5 separate regions of the Mus musculus genome follow, and regions 2, 3, 4 and 5 are each linked to region 1. The links are chromatin contacts, called in public HiChIP or PLAC-seq and promoter capture Hi-C maps. All regions are on one chromosome and are shown on one strand. Each heading gives the region's core, a stretch centred on a gene start, on an enhancer-like site or on the middle of the called end of the contact. The rest is flanking DNA. Distances are from core to core; before and after follow the strand shown. Region 1 holds the start of Lbx1 (ladybird homeobox 1). Region 2 holds the start of Sec31b (Sec31 homolog B (S. cerevisiae)). Region 3 holds the start of Pitx3 (paired-like homeodomain transcription factor 3). Region 4 holds the start of Kcnip2 (Kv channel-interacting protein 2). Region 5 holds the start of Ldb1 (LIM domain binding 1).

Region 1 (4,272 bases), core at 569-3,068:
CAAACTCTGGCAGGAGAGAAGGGGAAGAGGAGGGGGAGTGTTATCACCAACTCAGAGTAGACACCATTGCTCTTCAGGAGGGGTACTAAAGACCAGTGGATTTGGGTTCCCAAGATTCTAGAAGACCCCAGGTGTACCACACAGCTTTTTTTTTTCTTGGGGGCTGGGAAGTTGAAGATAGGGTAGACTTTCAGGTTCAGGAAAAGGAGGCAGCCAGGGCAAGTAAATAGGTTTCAAGGTGGCCTGGACAACTAATCTGGGCAAAATGAACAGAAACATCAAAATGCCAGGTGGCACCACAGCTCCTTGCATGCTGAGCTCCTGGCTGAGGGGCTAACCAATTAGGCCAAAGAAGCAAAACCACAGGATAGGGCAAGGCAGGAAGGGGAGGTGCATGGAGGTAAAACAGCAAATGACTGTAGAACGTCAATGAAATTGACAAGATATGAACAAAGATCTCAGAGAGCATGGGTCTTTCTGCTCCCCAGTTCACATTCCACCCCTCTCGGCAGTTTCTCAGAAATCCTCAACTCTCCCTGTCTTCAGAAACTGGGAGGTGAGCCACAACGCTGGGCTTAACTTTAAGGTGTAGTCTTCATCAAGGGCCTGGTGTTATAACAGGGAAGGGCAGGATCCTGAAGGCAGGAAGTAGGGAGAGAGCAGATGTACCCTGTGCCCTCCTTCAAGGCTTCCCTGGCCCTTTCTCCCTCTTGTTCCTTCCACCAGTCCCTAGACCTTCCTGTTACAAGGCTTAGCACCTCCTGGGGCTTCCAGGGCATCAGGGATGACAGAGAGATTGGGAGGTGGGAGGCAGGAGATGCTGCTGCATCAGGACCTGGGATGGATCTGTGGCACTCAGGAAACTCCAGCCTCTACTATCAGCATTTCTGCCTCAGAGCACCCCCTACCTTCTCCCCACCTCCCGAAGATGCAGGGTGAAGTCTGGGAAGGAAGTAGAAAGATGGCTTCTAGCATTCCCAAGCAGGCCAGTTCCCCCATCACACTGGGAACTCCAGGTACAAATCCTTTTCTCTACTCCTCAAGGCTACAATGCCATGAATCCAAATGATTAAATAAATATCAGGCCCCTGCACCGAAGAAGCCTGTTCCAGTCCCCAGCCCAGCTAAGTCCCCCCCCCCCTCCCTCTCTGCCTATAGGGAGGATCCCATTCTTTCTGTCCCACTCCCTACCCTGGTCCACAAATTCTCCAGCTGCTCTTGAAACCTTTCTCTGACCCAAGTTGTGCTTCTGGAGTACACAGACCATCCAGGAGTTTACAAACAAAGCAAGTCTGATGTGTGCAGCTAGTGAAGGGAGAAGTATTCTTCCGTCTGGTTCCTACACCCTCTTACTTTCCTCCTTTTTCCAAGAGAAGAAGTGGAAAATCCGGGCCCAACATAAACCAGATGGAGTAGCAAGAGAGAAGAGGGCCCCAGAGCACAGCCCCACTGTCGCGTTTTAAGGGAAAAGAAAGGCATAGCTGAGACTCAAACCCGCCTAAATGCCCAGAGATCCATAAACGGTTAAAAAAAAGACACACGGAGTACCACACGCCAAAACACACGTTAAAAAAAAAGAAAGAAAGAAAGAAAGAAAGAAAGAAAGAAAGAAAGAAAGAAAGAAAAGAAAACCAAACATTTTCAAATAACGATGCACACAAAATGCTCGCCTAATATTCAGAGATTCCAGGCCCTGGGATCCACAACCAGATTCTCCGGCCTCGCTGCGAGTTTCTGAGAGCACAGCCCCAGCCCTGGCCCGGCCCCTTCCCGGCCCCCACCCCGCATCCGGAACAGCTGGAGTCGGGCCGTGCTGTACACTCAAGCCCTGTGCCCGGCTGGGCGGGGCGGGCAGCGGGGCCCCGGCCCTGGCCGGGGCAGAGAGCAGCGGGGAAGCCCGGAACCCGCCCGGGTAACCCCGACACCCGGCCGAGTTTCCGTCAGACGTCCGTCATCAGACATGTGGTGGCCCTAGCTTGCCCCGAGAGCCACGGCGGGAGGAAAGAGTGTGCAAGATTGCAGAAGGAGGTAGGGCGCCCGCCTCAGGCTCAGATCAGGGGAGAGGCGTGCAGAACAGCCAACTCCTCCCTCCGCCTCTTCGGGTGGGGAAGGCTGAGCCCTCCAATTGTTCCCCTCCCCCAGCCCTTAGGATCCCCACCTCTGTCCCGTGTCGCCCACCCAAGGCTGTGCAGCCCGCTCTGACCTCCTAGGGGCCAGCCCCCGGAGCCTTCAGCTTCTCCTTTTCTCGGGCTCACGGCCCAGGGCTGGGGTTGGGGGGTGGGGGGGAGAGACAAGAGTGTGTAAGAATAGGGACGCTGGCTTCTTGATCTGGGATCATCAAAGTCCACACTGGGTAGCAGCAGGACCCGCCTGGGCTCCAGTTCTTACCTGGCCCGCGCGGCGACCGCGTCACTCCGCGGCTGGGGATCCTGGTACCCTTCTCAAGCTTCCCAACTGCGGCTTGCAGAGCCTGAGATCTCCGGGCTGGTGCTGCCATCTCGGCCAGGCCGGCGGGAGACGGGTGTGCCCAGAGCACTGCTCTCAGTTTGGGGTGGGGGGTGGGGGGCGGTGGCTTTTTAGTCACCCCAGGTTCGGGAGCAATAAAGGCACCTCTAATGTAATTTACAAACATCTCGGGCCGAGCACGGCGTAGAGCCGGGACTGACAGGCGCATTAGGCAGGCTAATTCCAGCCGGCTCCTCCTACCCCGGCCCGCTAATTAATGAGCTTCCCAACTTAGAGCCGCCTGCATTGGACAGACAGAGAGTGAAAGAGAGGGCGAGGGAGAGGTAGAGAAGGAGAGGGACGGGGGGAGCAGAGTGGAGTGAAGAGAGGGAGGGAGGGAGGGAGAGAGAGAGAGAGGACAGGGAGGAGAGAGAACAGAGAGAAAGAAGGGAGAGGAGAAAGAAGGGAGAGCGAAGAAAGAGAAGTTCAGCTGCAGATAATTGATTACTCCTCGATCAAGGCTAACTTGTTAGCAATAGTCAATTGCCCCGTCTCTCCGCCTCCCCTCGCAGTCCGGGATCGGCGCCCTCGCCTCGGTTCTTCCAACTGCCGCCGCCAGGACCCCGGGCCAGGAGCCGCCGCGGCGGAGCCACCTGACACCTTTAAATAGCACCGGGGCTGGCGAAACTGGAGCCCGGCGCGGCGCTTCCCGGCTCCGGCCCGGGCTTGCTGGAAACCCCGGCGGTGGCGGCGGCGGCGGCGGTGGCAGTGGCGGCGCCCGCGTCAGCGCTTTCCTCCCGGGGCCCCGCGCCACTCCGCTCGCCCGGGTCGCCGCGCTAATCGGCCGCTTGCCCATCCGCGCCCTGCCCGGCGCGGCCTCCTGCCCGCCTCTCGCCTTCCTCTCGCACCGTCCAGCGTCCGAGCTGCCCGCGGGCTGGGTCCCCCCGGCCCGAGCCGCCCCGGCCGGGCCCCCAAACGAGGCCGAGATGACTTCCAAGGAGGACGGCAAGGCGGCGCCAGGGGAGGAGCGGCGACGCAGCCCTCTGGACCACCTGCCGCCGCCCGCCAACTCCAACAAGCCGCTGACGCCGTTCAGCATCGAGGACATCCTCAACAAGCCGTCCGTGCGGAGAAGTTACTCGCTGTGTGGGGCGGCGCACCTGCTGGCGGCCGCGGACAAGCACGCGCCGGGCGGCTTGCCCCTGGCGGGCCGCGCTCTGCTCTCGCAGACCTCGCCTCTCTGCGCCTTGGAGGAGCTCGCCAGCAAGACCTTTAAGGGGCTGGAGGTCAGCGTCCTGCAGGCAGCCGAAGGTAGGCACAAGTCTAGATTCCCCTGCGCCCAGTCGCCCACACGCAGTGTCCTGCCCTTCGTACCCCCTGCCTCTGCCCACGCCGGCTGCCAGGCCCCTCCAGTCCTGGCTTCTGCAGCTGAGACTGGGGACAGGGGCGCAGGAGCCTAGTTCCTAGGGACCTCTGAGGTGATCTGAGAGAGGTGTGAGAACCCAAGCTCTTCCCGGAGTCTGGCCGGCTACCTAGGCTTCCCGTCCGCTTGGACTCTCCTAGACTTACTCCTGGACTGGGAAGAGGGCGAAATTTTTTTTCCCCTGACAACTCCTGGGTAGGGTGGAGTCCGGCCATTGGAAAGGGGTGGAGAATCGGTGTTCACAACACATTTAGGGAGTCTCTGTGTGGTTTCCTTGCACTCTGTGAGACTTTAGCTCTTTCAGACCAACTGTTAGGGAGCAGAAATTAAAACATTTTTTTCCTAGGACTTTCAGGAGACCAGAGACAGGAGGTGTCCCATGGCCCAGTTTGCTCAGGTTTAGA
Region 2 (4,323 bases), core at 684-3,183, 690 kb after region 1:
GATGGCTCAGTTGGTAAAGATATGTGGTGAACACCTGATATCAATCTTTAGGCCCTACATGGTTGGAGGAGAAAATCCATTACTTCAAGGTGTCCTCTGACCTTTGCACATGTGCTATATATAGTGTGTGTGCATCCACACTTGCACACAGAATAAATGTCATTTTAAGAAGTTTTTTTTACAAAGATATACTCTTTAATCATCTCATTCTTAAATATTTATTTATTTATATGAATGTATATGGCTGTGTGCCACCAGGAAATGATGTTGGATATTCTGGGACTGGAGTTAGGCAGTTAGAAGCTGCAATGTGGGTGCTGGGACTTGAACCTTAGGACTTTAGTGCGATTTCTTTTGTGATGCTCCATCAGTGTGGTTGGTACTTCTGCTTTATTCCCTAATTTGGGAGTACTTTCCAAGGTTCAGCTGTGTGTGTGTGTGTGTGTGTGTGTGTGTGTGTGAGAGAGAGAGAGAGAGAGAGAGAGAGAGGAAGAGAGAGAATCTCCTGTAGCCCTGGGTGCCCTTGAACTTGCTGGGTAGCTTGGGTACCTGAAGATGACCTTGAACTTTTGACCCTCCACCCTGAAGCCACCACGACTACTGGTTTCTCTAGTGCTGGGAAATAAAACCAGGGTTTCAAGCCTTAGGGCAAGCAAGCACTCTCAGCCAATCCACACCTCTAGTTCCTAAGGCTCAGACCTTGTTCACTCCCCAACTCCACCCCCATCACCGGCTCACCTGTGATAGGACACTTAAAAAAAAAAAAAAGTTAAATGTTTAGTTGTAGCAAGAATGGTCCTGGCACAGATGGTGCCACACATGGGTGTCTATCTGGTTTCAGAACTGCCCATCAGATAATGGGCACCCCAGTTTCAGAGGTGACCCGGGTAGAACTCACCATGCATCAAGTGGCACTTTTGAACCAACTTGGGCATCTTCACCTGCCACAATTACCTCCACAGTTATCTCAACTTGAAAAGCATCTGTGATATCTTCACATTCTCTTTTCCTCTGCCTCAAGGTTTTAACTCTGTTATCAGCGACACCGGGTCTCCCTTGCTCTTGGGCCCCGGCTGTCTTGAATCCTTTCCTTTCTCAGTCAGGAGAGCCAGGGCAGCTCTCCTTCAGTCACCAGTATTAATCCTGACTTTCTTCACCGGTCCCTGGGCTGCTCTATTCCTCTTGTAATTGGGTCCCTGCCTTCCTCTCTTTTTTCTCCAAAGGGATCCATACTGCCAGATACAAAATACAATTGCCACTAGTGCCTCTGACCCAATAATTTTCAGTAATTCCCTGTTAACCGCAGAATTAATTGGTATTCCACAATTTATCTATCAGTACTTGTTCTTGATCAGTCTCTTTGACTTACTGTATGGGAAATGCCAGCATGCCCATTAGCTGCTTTGGCCCCCCTTTTTGCTGAAATATCACCTAGTGTTCTTTCAGCTCCAAGGAGTAATGCCCATGTCATGTGCCTGAAATCTTCCATGAAGTGCCTGGTTCACAGTTGTCTCTTTTTCCACACACAGCCGTTAATCAGTTTGTGGACACCCTCTACTAGTAGGCTCCAGTGTGCACCACTACTATTTACAACCTCGATTGCTTTTTAGCTAAATAGATCACACTGAGAGCTCATGGGCTTCCCTCACTTTAATAACTACATAATAAATTGAATTAGTGTTTTCCCTTTCTATACACAGGAGCCTGACTCAAATAGAATAGACTAGCATGTACTGGTGTGGGGGCTAGAACTGTGCAATCCCAGGGCAAGTGAGGCAGGCCCTGCTGGGAAACCTCTGCGCTATCGCTCTCGGTGCAGATTAGTGTTGAGGAGCTCAGCTAGGCGAGCAGAGGGAGTGGGTCGCCAGCTGTGGCCAGGGCAAATTGACTTTTGGCCCTCGGCAGCCGCCGTCCGCAGCGCGGTGCGCCCTTGGTTGGGACAGGACCGGCCCAGGCGGTCGCCTGTGACCCCTGACCTGGGCGCTCGGAACAGGTGGGTTTCCCCTGCGGGTCTGGGGTCCCGGAGCACCGCTCCTCCCACGGGAGGACGCCGGGGAGCTCGCCTTGACCACACCCGGGCTGCCACGCCTCTGGAGCACCAGTACGAATCCCCCCAGCTGGACCCGGTCCCGCTCCCCTTGCCACACAGTGTCCCCAACCCCGCCGAGGTCCAGCAGCGCTGCGCGCGCCTCCGACTGCCCCCCAAGCCTTGACTTGACCGGGCCCTCAGCCTGCACACTGTCGCGGTGCCCTGGCCAGTGGTAACTGACCGTCAAGCGCCTTGTATGGCAGTCAGCAGGCGAGAAGCCGTGTTGACCTTCTCCCTAAGGACTGGACTGCCAAGGGTCGTCCTCCCTGATAGTGGTTCCCCGACCCTATCAGCCCGCCACTGCTCTGGCTGTTCTGATCCTAACGAGGGTTTTTCTTATAAAATGATGCCTCAGAGCAAAGTGGATGAAAAGAGCATTTCTCAGCCGGGCGTGGTGGCGCACGCCTTTAATCCCAGCACTCGGGAGGCAGAAGCAGACGGATTTCTGAGTTCGAGGCCAGCCTGGTCTACAAAGTGAGTTCCAGGACAGCCAGGGCTATAAAGAGAAACCCTGTCTCGAAAAAAACCAAAAAAAAAAAAAAAAAAAAAAAGCATTTCTCCCGTCCTTCTGTCAATGGTTTAAGCACGTCATGAAAGCTTTGCTTAAATTAATATAATGGTTAAAAGCACGGGGTTTACATTGCGGCTTAGCCGGCTGTTTTCTATGTAAAACAAAGTAACAATTTATAGAAATTTCTAGTTGTGCCTGGCAAATGCGCTGTTGCTGGTCGCTGCGCTTCTGTACAGGATGGTTCTGACCAGCAGGTGGCACTGGTGACGAAATAGTGTAGTTCGCTGGTCACTGATAAAGCGGAGCTTCAGGAGTTTAGAAGCTCCCAGAAACAAGCTTAACTGACAGCCCCAAGCTTTTTTCAAGCTGGAAAGTACAATAGAGATTAAGTACTATTATCGCCTGCTTTTATAGGTGAGGCTGACCTGACTGGGTTGCTCAAGCAGGTCACAAATAGTTCTAAGTGTCCTTCTTTACCTTTCAGCCCTTTCGCTGGCCCGTGAGGATGAGACCTTGAGTATACATTAGAAGTGGAAATCACAGAGTTAAAATGAATGCGGTGTGGGGGCTTCACACTTGCCAAGTAGAGACAGGACGATCATTCTCAGTTACCTAGCAAGTTTGAGGCCAGTCTGGGCTACGGGAGACCATGCGCCCCCTCCCGCAAAAGGAAAGGGTCTGAAAAGATGGCTCTGTTGGTAAGAGCACCCGCTGGGTTCCCGGGGCGCTCACATTGTAGCTCACAGCCATCTGTAGCTCCAGTTCCAGGGGCTCCAACACTCTCTTCTGGCCTCTGAAGGCATTAGGTACCCGTGTGGTACACAGACATACATGCAGGCAACACACACACATATCTATGAATGTTATAATTTTAAATATATTAAGATAAGTTCTTACTTTGTATGTAGTCCACGCCAGGCTTGCCTGAACTTATGATTCTAATGCCTCAGCCTCTTGAATGCTTGGATCATAGATGTACATTATAGCTAGAAATATTTAATTATCCATTTCCCTTGGGAATTGGTACTCAGAGGACAGATGTGTGTCAATGACATAAATACAGGGTTCCCTGGCACAGATACAATATTTAAAACCAAGGGAATCAGGCAACGTCACTGAGAAATTACCTAGTTTGATGGTTATTGTCGGTAGAACTGTAGTAACCAATGTTGATTAAAGACCTTGGGAGTTTAGATAATCAGTTTTAGCCATTGGGTAAGCGAACTGTCAGATGAGCTTGTTTTTCTCATTCTGTTTTTTGCTGGACTACTTCATCTTGTAGAGAAGAGAGACCATCTCTGTGTCCACAGACGCTCCCTGGATCACTGGCCCTAAGATTTTTTTTTTAATTATTATTTCTATTTTTAGTGGGCCAAAGGTCATATATGTTTCCCGGAAACCATGAAGTTGAAAGAACTTGAGAAGCCAGCTGTCCAAGCGTGGAGCCCGGCCAGGCAGTACCCTGTGTATCTGGCCACAGGTACGATGACACGACAGACCAGGAGCTACTAGAAGTCAGCCATCAAAGGAAAACTCAGTATCTAGAATTCCTTAATGACCATGAGAGACAGCTGTAGGATTATGTCAGGTTGGGTACCTGGTAACAGCCTTGGACTAGGGCCTGAGGGCGGCACCTCATGCTTTCCTTGCGGTTACCTCTAGAGAAAAGGATGCTCCTATCTCTCTTCTGTTCTGTTTCCTCCCCGCTCCCTAACCTATTAGT
Region 3 (4,636 bases), core at 425-2,924, 910 kb before region 1:
GTGAATAGAAAAAGAGGAAAGAAATGCTTCTTGTTCTCCTAAATTTTATTTTATACAAGTCAACACATCAGTTGATTCCTTCAATATGGAGGATGGAGTGATATCAAATCTATACATAAGGGGTCATGAGAGCAAGAAGCTACACCTTTGGCCAGCCTGGAAGTTCAGGCAAGGCTTCTCAGATAAAACAGAACCTAAGTGGAACTCAGAAATTAGGATCAGCAATATAACGACTGTTTTTGTTGTTGTTGTTGTTGTTTTTTGTTGTTGTTGTTGTTTTTTTTGTTTTTTGTTTTTGGTCAGGAAAAATTAGAGGTCGTTCAGGATGAACAAAACTGAAGATGAAGACAAATCAGGGCACTCAGTACAATGCACAGAGGTAGGATAATAGTTGAACGTTTAGGGCCAGCCAAAACCAGAGAGCTACAGAGCAAGACTCTATTGAAGGGGGGATTGGAAGTTCAGGTCCTGAAGATCAAATATGCCACATTAGGAAACTTTGACTTTCTCCTGAAGGCAGTAAAGAGAACTATCGTGCTTTAAAAATTGATACGTATGCTTAGATTCATCTTTGGAGCATACTGCACGGGGCTTAAGGACTCTCAGGGGCACTAAGTAACCCGCCTGTCATACTCCTTGGACACCTGTCCTGTCCCTTGCAAACACTTAATCCAAAAACGCCAACGCTACCCTTACCCACAGGACCAAATCTGTTGTCGTGGGAAACACGACACGGCTGAGGCCAGGAAAGCACAGCCCAGGCAAATTGATAACTGCAGCGTGAGAGGCCGAGTGCTCACACCTTTGAAGCACACAAGGCCAGACAGCCACTGGAAGCCAGGGAGGCATCGTTGTTACTTGTCCAAGGTCAGTGAGTGAGGGAAGATGCTGCTGTATACCACTTTGATTTCTCTCGTTCCAAATCCTGCTTTCTCCAAGTTATCTTCTTTAGGGGAGAAAAAAAAAAATAGAGATAGCTAAGGAGAGAAAGATAGGATGGAAAGGAGGGGTGGTCTTTAAAAAAGAAAGCCTTTCGAAGTGATAGAGTAGGGAGCAAAGCGGTGGTCAGAAGAAAAAAGGAAGGCGCACGAGGACTGGAATAGAGACAAAAGAGTGGAAAGACAGACAGCGACAAGTGGAGAAAATCGGCGAAACGAGCGGCAGCAAAGTGTGGGAGCTGAGACCCGACAGCCGGGTTCTCTGTCCCGCCTGACGGTCCTGCAGCCGTCTCCCCCGGCACTGCTTCTCGTGACTCCGGGGAGAGCCCAAGGCCTCAATTAGCCACAGTTCGGGCTGGACTCAGGGGCGACACGGACCACCGTACTTTTGCTAGCTTTGCCGAACCCGAGAGTCCCAGCTGGAGCGCAGTCCGGGCCACGTGGGGAGGGGGCGTTGCTCAGTGGATGGCAAACGCTTCTGATTGGCCATAGGGGCGGAGTTCTTGGCTGCCGGGTGGCAGGACCCCTCCCACTAAGGTGGGGCCTAAAGGTTCACAGCTGGAAAGGGAGGAGCAAGGGCGGCGCATCTGGAAAGGGGCGGGCCTGGGGCGCGCGGCATGCTGCGGCGGGCTGGGGGCGCCCTGGGTTGCCATAAAGTGAATGGGCGCCGGCGGGGGGTGGCACTGCACTGTGAGACTCACTCTCTCCTCCGCTAGCCTGGGAGAGCCCAGCGGAGCGGCCGCCCCAGAGCAGGGGGGCGGCCCCCACCCCGCAGGGTGCCTGGCCCCTGGCCCCTGCCTGCGCTCCAGAACGCCGCCGCCACAGCCACCACCCGGAGTCTGCCTGCTGCGGGACGCACTGTGAGTACTTGACCATGCAGGGAATAGGGGCTCAGGGGACCGAGGGACCAAGGCTGGTCCTGGGACTCCTAAAAGGAAACCTGGGGCGGTTGAACTCTGGTGTTTGGGGAATCGGTCAAAAGGGAAAAGGCGTATAGTAGCCCCGGGGCTGGGACATGGGAGAAGGGAAACTCTGAGGAAGGACGTGGGGGACTGAGAAGAGATTTAGGGGACTCAGAGAGAAGCCGAAGAACTGCACGAACCACAGAGTGGGTAGTCTGGAAACCTTTACCAGAGAGCACCTTGAAATCTAGGGGCAAGCGGCAAGGGCCAGAAGGTGATAAGGGTAGCCAACTGAGGAGAGGGCAGCGGTCGCTCAGCCTAAGGGCAACAGGCGGCTCGCAGCGCCACTTGGCCCAGGCTTAGACAGACTCCAGCGTCTGGAAGTAGGGGTGCGCGTAGTAGCTCATGCTTTCCTTCCCAGCTGCTCCGCAGTTGGAATTGGAGCCCTGTTGCGAGAGTCGCTACTGGGTCAGATGGCCGCTGCGAGCTACAGGGCCCAAGCTGCCAGCACAACGCGACACGACTGGCAGGTCTGTCGTGGGCCGTTTGGATCTGGAAGGGTCCAGATCTGGAGCCTCCTCGGAATCGGACAGAATGTCAGCGGCACGTGGGGTTTGGAACGGATAGAACGCTTGGGGCGGCAAAGTGGGTCTCTCTGGGGAGCAGACGATGTGTCCAGCAGTGGTGAACGGAATGTCCCTGGCCGACTGGCATGTCCACCTATCCGGCAGCGCCTGCCCAGCTGCGTTATGTGCCATGGGGTCGGCTCGGTGGGTCCCCTGAAATCCCAGCTCCCAGTTTTCAAACTTGATTTTGCCTCTCCTGCCCGTTTGGGCCTGAAAGGAGCTGGGAGAGTAAAGGGTGCAGCACGGCCTTGGGGCAGGGTTCCTCTGCAAGACAACCCCCGCTCCAGCTCAAAGAGATCAGGGCATCAGTAGACTTCCCCAATCCAAACTGAGGAAAGACTAAGCCCTACAAAGGGAAGACTAAGCTACAGGGTGCAGCAGCCGCAGGCCACTCACAAGCCTCCGAGGGGCTCAGTCCCCTCACAAACTCGAAGTCAACTGTTAGGCCTTCTTTCTTTCTTTCTAACCCTAATTCCAGTACAACTGACCGGATACCCTCAAATTCCTAGTCTGGTTGTTAGCCCACTCAAGGCTCCTTGACCAACTAAGAACCTTCCAGACAAGAAAATTTTAACCCTTTCACAAAGCAAAGCCTATGGTCTTGAGAAAGGGGCCGCTGAAATTCCGACTCTGTGGTCCCACGGGGTGCCTTTACTAGCCTCTCAGCCTGGCCAGGAAGAATGTCTCAGTTTGCTTTCTTTCTGGCTGAGGCTGATTCCTTTGGACCAATACAATGACCACACTCCCTGACCACCAACTCTAGCTAGAGCCCAGTTAGGCAGAAGAGGACAGAGCAAAGGGAACTCTGAATCTATTCTCGCAAACATGACAACTCAGCCAGGGGGTGAGTTTTCAGGAGGACTAACGCAAGGCACTGTTTAACAATGAGTTATCTTTTAAAGAAAGAAAGAAAGAAAGAAAGAAAGAAAGAAAGAAAGAAAGAAAGAGAGAGAGAGAGAGAGAGAGAGAGAGAGAGAGAGAAAGGAAGAAAGAAAGGGAGTGGGAGAGGAGGAGGCTACTTTTCTCATTCTCCACCCAAGAGTAAAATATAATTCTTATTTCTTACACGCCTACTTCCATTCCTCAGTCCTAAAGTTTTCTTAGGTACTGGCTAAGACCTTGTTCCTCATCTTTTATTTGTCCCTTGCTCTCCTTGATAAATAGAAAACCATGCCTCAACTGCTCCCATCTCATTATCATACAGGTCTCAGGGTTTTATGCTCCCGTTGCTTTGGGAAAAAAAAGAAAAAAAAATCACTGAAACTATCCAGGAAATGAAAGACTCCATGTTAGAGAAGAAAGAAAGAAGGCATTACAGCTGGTTCTTTGAAAACTCAAAGTTCTGCTTTCACCAAAGAGATGATAGATAGATAGATAGATAGATAGATAGATAGATAGATAGATAGATAGATAGATAACATCATAACAAAGATAACTAAAAAGAAAATCCGCCATTCTTGCATGAAACCATGTAGCCGAGTGTGTAACTGACCAGCAGCTCTTAGGGAAGATGTTACAGGCCTAGAGAAGTCAGAGAGTGGAGCTGGGAGTATAGCTTAGTGAGAAAGTATTTGCACAACATATCCAAGGTCCTGGGTTCCAGAGAGAAAAACAGAGACAGAGGCAGAGAGACAGACAGAGACAGAGAGACAGAGGCAGAGAATAGTTGACATGGGGAACCAGGAATGCAGCCAGGGAAGAGTGACAGAAAGTTTAGGTGCAGCAGGATGAAAATCTACAACACAAAAAGACCTACATGAGCAGAAGACTTTACTTGCTGAACTCCTGAAACTGGAGATGGGGTTGGGAGTGGGCGGCTTACAAGCTTAGGAAACTGTGCTTGGGTCCTGTGGACAGCTAACTTCCAGAGCTCCTTTTCAGAGAAGCAATAGAGGCAGTTGAGTAGAACTGGATCTTAAGAGGGCTTCTGGCAATCAGTACGTGTCAGTCACTCATAGCTGCAGTGTGGCGTGGAAGACCAGAAAAATAGCAGAACTCGGTTCAAACCTCTTGGTTCTGTGCAACCTGGGACTATTTCCTGCCTTCTTGGAGATATAAGCAGGGATAGACACCCCTGCCACTCGGGGGCCTGTGGGTTAAATGAAGCATATCAGTCACGTATAGAAGGAAAGCTCTTTGTAAACGGAGGGACACTGGAAGAAGCCTCGTG
Region 4 (4,379 bases), core at 1,117-3,616, 580 kb before region 1:
CAGCTCTGGCACAGAGTAGGTCAAGGATGGGCGCCTTTTTTCTGTCTTTAAATTCAAAGTTGACACCTCTGAGAAACTGGAGATTGGATCTGCCTGGTGCTCTGCTGTCCGACCGCTCCTTTCTGGATTTTAGTTTTGGCACCAGGAGCACCTGTTCGCTTTCCCTTGCCTTCCCACGTTGACTCGTCAGCACAATAGGCCCACAACTTTAGCCTTGCCTTTTTAGTCTGTTTTAAACTGTCTTAAAGGAGCGCGTGTGAAATAAACATTGACAGGCTTTCTGGAGCCCTCAAGGTGCCTACTTTGCTGGTCCCCTTTCCAGCAGCTCCCCCTCCCCACCCACCCCTGCAGTGGGAGCCTAGATGAGCTCCTCCACGTGTTCCACCCCCTCACCCTGCTGTTGTTTACATTCAGCCTGCCTAAGAATTTCCTCTGGGGAGGAATCTGTTCCTGCTGTGGTCTGGTGCTGGCAGAGAACCTGCTGGGGGTGGGGTGCTGTTCATAGAGACAGGCTAGGTGAGCACCACGCCCCCAGCCTCCATCTTGTCTAGCCATATTCTAGCTGGGCCTTGGGCACATCCAACCTCCGTGAAGTTGGCCTGTGGATTCTATCATTGGATGGTCTCCATGGAACCACTGTAGGGTTTTCCCTTCCCCACAGCTCCCCCTGAAATAGCTGCTGCTCTAAGTCCCTCCGATGTAAAGCTTCGTAAAGTCCCAGGTTGGCAGGGGCAAACCGCACAGTGAGGACCTGAGGAGGCTGAGAGTAGGCCTGGGGCGTCCTGGGCTCCTGTGCATTCAGCATCCGTCTCTCTGGAATCCTTGCCCTCCCTGGAAGCCAGCCCTGACTGAGCAGAGGTGTGATCGTTCTCGAGAACCTGTTGGCACACTGACATGCATAGATGTAGAATCTTAAGCCATTGTAGGGTGGGTCATCTCTAATCACGGGTCCCCGGATGGATAACTTGACCTGAGGCTTTAGTGTTTCCCATGGTGATAAACCCCAGAGCAGCTGGAGCTGGAGCTGGTGGCAAATCAAAGCTATTAAAAGTTGATTTGTGTGTCTTTAGTGTCTCGTTAGTGTCTTTTCCCCTCGTCATCTCTTTGATGCAGGTATTGGTCCTGTGTCATAAAAGGACCTCTTGGCCTTGATAGAGGCCAGCTGAGTTCAGAGAACTGTGGTTTCCCTTGCCTTTGGGTGAAAGAAGGGAGTAATGTTATGAGCAGGTCCCTCCGGTTCCGTCTAGGACAAGCAGCCCTAAGCAAAGCTCTCCTTTTTTCCTGACTAGAAGCCCACCCTTGCCGGGTTCCTTCCTGTACACCTAAGACGTTTAGCCTGGAGTCTACAAATCAGCTTGGCTGGTGCCTCTGACAGCTCTGTGGAGGTTTCTGGGAGCGTTCCTTCCAGAGACAGGCCTCCTTAAGGCAGCTGCCTGTCCCAGCCTCATACAGGAACACCCGCCACAGTTCACTGACTCAAGTATTTGGAAAGTAAATCTGACTGAAAAGACTCAATGTGTTGAGGTACTTTAGCTGAGACCTTTGGTCTTAACAGGCCATTCCTGGAGACAAGAGGTGGAGAGAGAGGGAGCTGTGTGCCGGGCTGTGCAGGGCTGTTCCTCACTTCAGAAAATGAGGGAGACATCTCGTCTCGCTTCTGTATCACACTCGGATCCCCAAACCTTTCAGAAGCTCCCTAAATCTGCCGGGAAAACAAAGTCTAGAACAGCAGGTGGGGGGAGAGAAAGGGGCAAAAAAAAAGTTGACTTCTTTCTTTTGCCTTCCCAGTTGCCTGGGGAGGGGGGTGGGTAGGAAGAGTCATCAGATCTGGGAAGAGGGCATTCAGAAAGTGAGGCCCCCTCCGGAACTTGAGATAGACAAATGTACCCAGTGCCACCTGTGAGCCCGTGTCCAGAGGCTGGGTTGGTTGGCTCTGCATCCTCATTCCGCTAGAGAAGGGTGGCTGCTGATTAGGAACACGCAACTCTCGGCAGGAGGAACAACCGAGAATATAAGGCTGAGATGAGGAGCAGAGGGAACCAGGGACTCAGACATACCCCAGGCTCTGGCCCAGCTGTGCAGGACTGGCTGACTGGGGGGCGGAGGGAAAGAGGTGCCTGAGAATTGGAGGCGGGGTTTCTTCACAGCGGGGCTTTTCTGGCCCCCTCTTCTCGAAGCCCCGCAATTGTGGGTGGTGTAGATGGAGAGCTATTCTCCCTTCCGGCACTTTCCAGTTCACCCCTTCACCCGGTGCCTCCTCCGAGCTGCAGAGGGTGGGGGGCGGGGGTAGGGGGAGCCAATCCCGGCAGCGCCTAAGGGGGGAGGCGGCAGTGACAGCCGCGGGGAGGGGGCGGAGGAGAGGCGGCTGGGCTCAGGCTCGGCTCTCAGCTCCACGCTGCCTTCTGCTCCGCTCTCACTTGCTGCCCAAGGATCCTGCTCCTGCCCCGGGACTCTGAGGTGGGCCCTAAAATCCAGCGCTCCCCAGAGAAAAGCCTTGCCAGCCCCTACTCCCGGCCCCCAGCCCCAGCAGGTCGCTGCGCCGCCAGGGGGCACTGTGTGAGCGCCCTATCCTGGCCACCCGGCGCCCCCTCCCACGGCCCAGGCGGGAGCGGGGCGCCGGGGGCCATGCGGGGCCAAGGCCGAAAGGAGAGTTTGTCCGAATCCCGAGATTTGGACGGCTCCTATGACCAGCTTACGGGTGAGTAGGTGGCTCAGGGGTCCTGGGAGGGTGAGCAGACTCCATCCCCCTAGACCCTTCCATCTCTCTGCCCCCTGGCTTGGCCCTTATGCACACTCTGCCCCATTCCTGTGCACCTTGCAGGCTGGTCTAGGGAACAAGACCCTAGGATTTAAAGCTTTGGGTCCCTAGGGGGCTGAGGAAGAACAGGTGGGGCAGGTGTAGAGAGGCAGCAGGTGTAGGCGTGTGTGACACAGGGCTAGGAGTGTGTCTGGAGTGGGAGGTGTTACGTGCGGGAGCACCTGTCGTTCCTGTGTGTCTGTGTATGTATGTGCACCTCCCACAGCTGTTTGCCGTGTGCCTTGAGCGTTGGTGACAGCCGGGGTGAGTGTGTTTGCATGAGGCAGTGCGATTTTATGGGCTTGCCAGATGTTTGAGTGTGGTTGTGTAGGACCCCGGCTGCACTAGTGAAGTTTGTTCTAACCATATGTCTGTTACATGTTCAACTGTGTGCTTTGAATGATTCTGTGTGAAATGGCGTGTGACAACCAGAGTGGTGTCACTTGGTGGTGTTCTGTCCCTTAAGAAGACTTCTGGCATGAGTATTCATTAAAAGTGTTTGTGATTGTGGGGCTGTGGGTTGTTTCAGCATTTGGTGCTGTCCACTCTCAAGCATGATGCCTGCAGTGGGGGCCCCTGTGACTGTTAATGGCATTTCTGTCCTCTTTGCCTCTCTGTCTTCCGGGTGTTAGCAAGGGTCTTTCTTTAGTGCCCCCCATTTGCTCCCTCTATTTCCTGCAAAAAGCTCAAGGACCCAAAGAGAGACCCACCACCCTGGGGTTCTAGCCCTTGGCCCCTGTAGAGAGTCTTTGGTTAGTCCTGGGTTAGTTTCTACCCCGGAGGGTAATTACTCAGGTCATTCTGAGCATGCAAAGCTTCTTTAATTACCAGCAACCCTATTAGAACTTCATCTAAACCTCTTGCTTTCCTTCAGAATAAAGACAGAAACTATGGGCCTATGAAGTGTGGGAAGGCTCCCCTCCCCCCAACCCCTCCCACACCCGTCACTTTGTGGCCCACCTTGGGAGGGTCTATATGTGTGTGTAGAGTACTAAGCTTGGTAGGTAAATTCTGTTTATGTAAATGACTTTGTCACCTTTGTATATTTCCATATTTGTGTCTCGTTGTGTAGAACTCCTAAGAACTCCAACGAAGAGTAGGAGGGGGGCTGTCTGTCCAAAGACAGAAACAGCGATGGGCAAGTGGGGAAGACCATAATCCTTGCCCTTCTCAACAGAGTCAGGGCAGAACCTGGGAAGCAGTGAAGGGGACCAGGATCTAGTGCTCTGAGAATAAGTCTCAGCTACTGACTTTGGGATGACCCTAGTTGCAATGTCAGGACACCAGCGGTGTGTGAATGTGTGACCCCATTCTGCTCTGTGCCCGCCATCAATTCAGGATCCTTGAAAGCAGTAAGGGTCCAAGAGCCCCCATTAACATGCGATTAGTTAGTTTACTTCCTACACCATTCTCCCCTTTAGTGAAATATTCTCCTCGCTGGGCTACTCGATTTATTTATCGTGAGCGAGTGTTTTGCTGCATAGTCCTGGCCTTACTATGTAGCCTAGGCTGGACCCAAACCTTAACTTCTCCAGTCTTCACCATCCTTGCTGTAGATGGCTCTGCACGTGACTGGAGAGCA
Region 5 (4,317 bases), core at 389-2,888, 810 kb before region 1:
GGGTTGTGCAGGGATTCAAATCTGAGCATCCAGAACTCGGGGCTATTTGTTGCCTTAGGTCCTTAGGTCCTCTCCACTCCCTCTAGTGCTGACCTCTGAAAGAAAGTGGAAAGGAGATGGACTCTGGCAGAGGATGCTGCCAAGGAAATGCTGGTGTGTGGATGTCTTTTTTTTTTTTTTTTTGTCAAGTCCTTCTATGCCCTTGGTGGGGACGGGGACGACGGCAGGCGGCGTAATCCCGAGGAGCTCCCCATATTCTAAACACTGGGGGAGGGGTATTCTCATTCCTAGGCACGCCCTCCTTTCAATCATCAGACTCTACTACCATGGTCTCTTGCTCCTTAGCCAAAAAACAAAAACAAAAAAAAACAAAAAAAACCCCTAAGGTTGGGATATGTGGTCTCATGGCACCTTAACCTCCACCTTTGTAACTCTCCCCTGGACAGTCAAGCCAGCTGTGCAAACTCCTAAATCGGGGTAGGGAAATCAAACACCTTTTTCAAACAATCCCCATTTTAGCAACAAAGGGAAGAGGGAAGCCAGTGTAACCAGTCTAGTTCAGATACCTTAGACAGGGAATACCAGCCCCCAGAATCTACCCAGGGAATACACCACGAAGCTTAAGAGAAGCTAAGGCTTGGGGGACACCCCCCCCCCGAACTCCTTCTAGCAGCTCCCCTCCTCCCTGCTAATAGGTATTTCCTGTTTATGAGGCAGCTAGGGCTGGGCTTTGGAGAAGGGATGGAAGAGTTCTTCCCTTCCATGGGTTGGGTTGAGGAGTCCTTGAGGACTGCCTGAAGGTTGGGAGGGTTCTCCCTTTGGAAGATAGACTGACTGTCCAGGATGCCCCACCCCCAACCCTCCCCGCGGCCTCTGCCCCTATGGGTAGGGGGCACTGAAGGAGTAGGTTTCCTGTTCTCCACCTCCAAAACAGGGAGCTGCTTCCAGGGGGCGGAGGATGGGGGTGGGTGGGTAGAAGGCTCCAGGGCTGGAAGAAGAAAGTGGGGGAAGGGAAGTGTCTTAACTGGTGCGTCAGAGCCTGCAAGAGGAAAGGATGGCTTTGGTAGTGCTCCCCCCCTTCCCAGCCTAATGGTCATACCACAGCCCTTGTGTCCCCTTGCAAAATGCGGACCTCAGGCCCTTAGGCGGGGGAGGGTGGGGTCCCTTCTTAATTAACCCTTTTAGCTCTAGTCCCAACTGGTTTAGCAGGCATGGTCTGGTTAATTTAGAAAGGGGATGAGTCTAGGGGTTGCTCTGAGAATTAGGAGAGTGCTCCTTTTCCCACCCAGCTTCGGGTGGAGCGCGCCACACAGGGTCTCCGCAAAGAGCACAGGCAGGGGTCAGCGCCCCATCCCTCCCGGGGGTGGAGAGAGGGTACACCTCACTACCCACCCAGGCTCCGCCTCCCCCAATCCCCGCTCCCGCTCAGCCACGCTCCCAACCCCGCGCACCCGGAGGACGGACGCCGAGCGTGAGGCTTCGCCTCCTCCCGCTCCCCGGCGCCCGCCCTCGCCGGGGTCTCTGCCTCCGTCTCGTTTTTTAAGAGCTGCGTCACACGCATGCCGTTCCCGGGAGCGCTCCCTGCCCCTCGCCGCGCGGCGCACGCACGTCGCCGCTCGCGCCGCGCTCGCCCGGGTCACTTTGACACGGCTCTCCCCTCCCACTACCAGGACAATTAGCATATTAATAAAGCCCGGCCCAGCCCGACTCTGGCCGGAGAGCCGGCGCTTGCGAGAGGGAGAGGACGCGCGAACGAACGGGAGCGAGCGCGAGGGCGGCGGCGGGGAGGGCGGCGGGAGCGCACAGACACGCACACGCACACGCGCACACACGGACACACACTCCGGGGACGCACACCCGCGCGTACACACGCAGAGGCAGCTCGCCTTCCTGCCTGGCTTCCTTCCTGTCTGCTCCGCGCCTGACAGGCCCCTCGCTGCAGGCAGGGGCGGCCCGCACCGGGCAGAGGCCGGGCCGGGCCGGCGGCGCGGGCATCGGGGGCCGCGGGCGGCGGCAGCGGCTCATGCCCGGCCTGTCCCTGCGAGGGGCGGGCATCGTGACTCGGCTGGGCCCCCAGCGGCGGGCGATGTGAAGATGTCAGTGGGCTGTGCCTGTCCTGGTGAGTGGGTCTCGAGGCCGCCTGGCCCCTCCCTCCCTTTCGGCCCCCTAACCCCTGGTTTGGAGAGGATTTGTATGTGGGGGGCATCGAAGGCATGGTGGGGGTCGGGGGCTGTATAGAGTTAGAGGGGCCTCGATCGGGGCCGGGTTTTCTCATCTGTATAAATACGCAGCAGCCCAGCGGCACGGGAAGGGGGTGCTAAGGATGGCTTGTAATTTTTTTTTGAGGGGGGGGAGGCTAACTGGGGAGGGATGGGGGGGGACTGAAATTCCCAGAATTCCAGGGTGTTAGCCAATCAGAAGTGACTTTGGACTTTTGACCCCCCCCTCAGGTCATCGTAGAGTTCTGATTGGCTGATTTGGGTTTCCCCCCCTTCCCTGCTGTTTATTGCCTCTTACATATTTTGTGACATTCCCCCCCTCGGGCTGTTTCTTAGGATGCTGTTTGGGGGAGGAGTTGATTGGAGCCCATCTTACCCCCCTTTAACTTTTCCTGTCTGTTGCCAGGGTAGGTTGGCCCTCCTGAGGGACAAAAAGCACTCCTAGGGGGTGTCAGATAATTGGGCCCTTGGGTCTGCTATCTCAGTCTTCGTGGGAGGGGGAGTGTAGCAGTTCCAGGTAGGCCGTGAAGTTAAGAGTGGTTTGCAGATTCGAGTTGGGGGAGCAATGCTTGACACCCCCCCCCCAGTGAAAACTTGAGGACTCAAATTCAAATCACAACCCTCTCTAACAGGTATCAGAGCTTGCCAGGGAACACCTGTGTCTGAGAGTGCCTTGAGATTTTTCTTGTACGGTCGGGGTATAAGGCCACAAGTGCTAGGAGGGAACAGTTGAGCCATGTGATGGGAGAGGTTAGTCTAAAGAGAATCCCAGAATATAGTCGGTCCCCTTCCTTATAACTCTGTGTCCTCAAACTGGCCTTCCTTCCAGGATGGAGGCAGCTTTCTCTAGAAAGTCAGTGGTCAGTGTCCTGGGTCTAGCCTGGCTGGATCTCTTGCCCCTCTGTATGTCCTGTATTCTGAGAAGCCTAAACTTCAGAACTAGGAGCCCCCCCCCCCCCGCCGTATCCCCGCACCCCAACATTCATACAAATACACAATCCCCCCAGGGAAGCTGCTAGTGCAGAATCTTCTTTGGAAATCACGTGACTCTGGCCAAGTTGGACTGGGTTGGGCCCACACTTCAAGTGGCTGCTGTGGCTGACATTTTAGGGGCATAGGGCCCAGGAGGAGGAAAGCCTGAGGATCCTGGACTATCCGGGTGTGGGAATCCCTGGCTCCTGCTGCAGAGGGTGGAGAAGAGGAGGAGAGAAGAGCTTGCCAAGCTGGAATCCTGCCTAGCTTCATAGCCTTCCCACCAATTTGACTTGTGTGTTTGTGTATGTGTTTTCGCTTTTACAATTTGGCCAATGCTAGACAAGGTAGTTCATGCTCTTAGCCCACCGGTGGGTCATTTCCCTACAACGTGATGTATGAAGACCCAAAGTAAGGCAGGGCTTTAAACAAGCTAGTGGGCTGAAACTTATTTATTTTTTTCCCCTCGAAGACAGGGCTTCTCTGTGTAACAATCCTGGTTATCCTGGAACTTGCTCTGTAGACCAGGAACTGCAGGGCTCGAACTCAGAGATCCACCTGCCTCTGCCTCCTGAGTGCTGGGACTCAAGGCATGCGCCAACCACCACCTGGCCGAAACTTAAATTTTTATTCGTAGAGGTTTTATATGGAGAAGTTGCCAGGCTGGGGGAAGATGGGAGATTGGTCCTGGAATTGGGGCAACTACCTGCATGCATTAGTGGGAAGAGTCTTTGTGGCTGATATGGAGACAGGAAGAGGACCCATGCACAGAAGTGTGTGTGTAGGAGGACCCAAAACTCACGGTCTGTCTGTATGTCTGATAGCTTGGCAGAGGGAGAGAGAGGGAGAGGGAGGAAGGAAGGAGAAGAGAGGAGGGGGGGGAAGGATGGCTGAGAGAGTCTTTTTCTTGATTATGAAGAAGTCTGACAGACTGGTGTCTTGTTGAATGGATGGACATTAGACTTCAAGAGGAGACCACGTGGGAAAGGGCTTAAAGAGAGGCCTGGGGGTGGAGAATGGTAGGAGTTGGGGTGAGGAGGGGAGGACCAGGCTTGCACGAATGGGTGAATGGGTTAAGAAGAGCACATGTTTCACTCGACCAAGGGCATTCTGGCAGCATACAGCA

The links. Promoter capture Hi-C pulls out the DNA fragments that hold promoters and counts their contacts. HiChIP or PLAC-seq counts read pairs in DNA pulled down with a chosen protein or histone mark.
Region 2: a contact with region 1 is called in an H3K4me3 HiChIP or PLAC-seq map of bone marrow-derived macrophages, with 3 times the contacts expected there. The contact joins the promoter of Sec31b here to the promoter of Lbx1 in region 1. A contact is called at or near these places in 3 of 39 promoter capture datasets (hippocampal neurons, liver and stem cell-derived epiblast-like cells) and 1 of 115 datasets of contacts at active chromatin or transcription factors (bone marrow-derived macrophages).
Region 3: a contact with region 1 is called in an H3K4me3 HiChIP or PLAC-seq map of embryonic stem cells, with 9 times the contacts expected there. The contact joins the promoter of Pitx3 here to the promoter of Lbx1 in region 1. A contact is called at or near these places in 1 of 39 promoter capture datasets (pre-B cells), 5 of 484 Hi-C or Micro-C datasets (the N1E-115 cell line and embryonic stem cells), 1 of 115 datasets of contacts at active chromatin or transcription factors (embryonic stem cells) and 1 of 9 other capture datasets (embryonic stem cells).
Region 4: an H3K4me3 HiChIP or PLAC-seq map of embryonic forebrain shows a contact between it and region 1, with 4 times the contacts expected there. The contact joins the promoter of Kcnip2 here to the promoter of Lbx1 in region 1. A contact is called at or near these places in 7 of 39 promoter capture datasets (the 3T3-L1 cell line, the SN4741 cell line, embryonic stem cells and 3 more), 3 of 15 datasets of contacts at CTCF or cohesin (embryonic stem cells, large pre-B cells and pro-B cells), 16 of 484 Hi-C or Micro-C datasets (B cells, the C10 cell line, the G1E-ER4 cell line and 4 more), 4 of 115 datasets of contacts at active chromatin or transcription factors (embryonic forebrain, embryonic hindbrain, embryonic stem cells and 1 more) and 3 of 9 other capture datasets (adipose tissue, embryonic stem cells and embryonic tail).
Region 5: a contact with region 1 is called in a promoter capture Hi-C map of embryonic stem cells, with 4 times the contacts expected there. The contact joins the promoter of Ldb1 here to the promoter of Lbx1 in region 1. A contact is called at or near these places in 3 of 39 promoter capture datasets (embryonic stem cells, hippocampal neurons and pre-B cells), 5 of 484 Hi-C or Micro-C datasets (embryonic stem cells and myocytes) and 10 of 115 datasets of contacts at active chromatin or transcription factors (astrocytes, embryonic hindbrain, embryonic limb bud and 5 more).

What each region holds. Positions count from the first base shown.
Region 1 is chr19:45,234,387-45,238,658 of GRCm38.p6, reverse strand. It overlaps Lbx1 (ladybird homeobox 1), which reads left to right and starts at 1,818. Exons shown (of 3, transcript NM_010691.6): 1 at 1,818-2,028; 2 at 3,018-3,756. The coding sequence starts at 3,432.
Region 2 is chr19:44,543,458-44,547,780 of GRCm38.p6, reverse strand. It overlaps Sec31b (Sec31 homolog B (S. cerevisiae)), which reads left to right and starts at 1,933. Exons shown (of 26, transcript NM_001033343.1): 1 at 1,933-1,993; 2 at 3,969-4,080. The coding sequence starts at 4,002.
Region 3 is chr19:46,145,363-46,149,998 of GRCm38.p6, reverse strand. It overlaps Pitx3 (paired-like homeodomain transcription factor 3), which reads left to right and starts at 1,674. Exons shown (of 4, transcript NM_008852.4): 1 at 1,674-1,798.
Region 4 is chr19:45,814,050-45,818,428 of GRCm38.p6, reverse strand. It overlaps Kcnip2 (Kv channel-interacting protein 2), which reads left to right and starts at 2,366. Exons shown (of 10, transcript NM_145703.2): 1 at 2,366-2,698. The coding sequence starts at 2,626. Armh3 (armadillo-like helical domain containing 3) reads left to right here. Exons shown (of 26, transcript NM_198296.2): 26 at 1-285.
Region 5 is chr19:46,042,632-46,046,948 of GRCm38.p6, reverse strand. Ldb1 (LIM domain binding 1) reads left to right here and starts at 1,638. Exons shown (of 11, transcript NM_001113408.2): 1 at 1,638-2,119. The coding sequence starts at 2,095.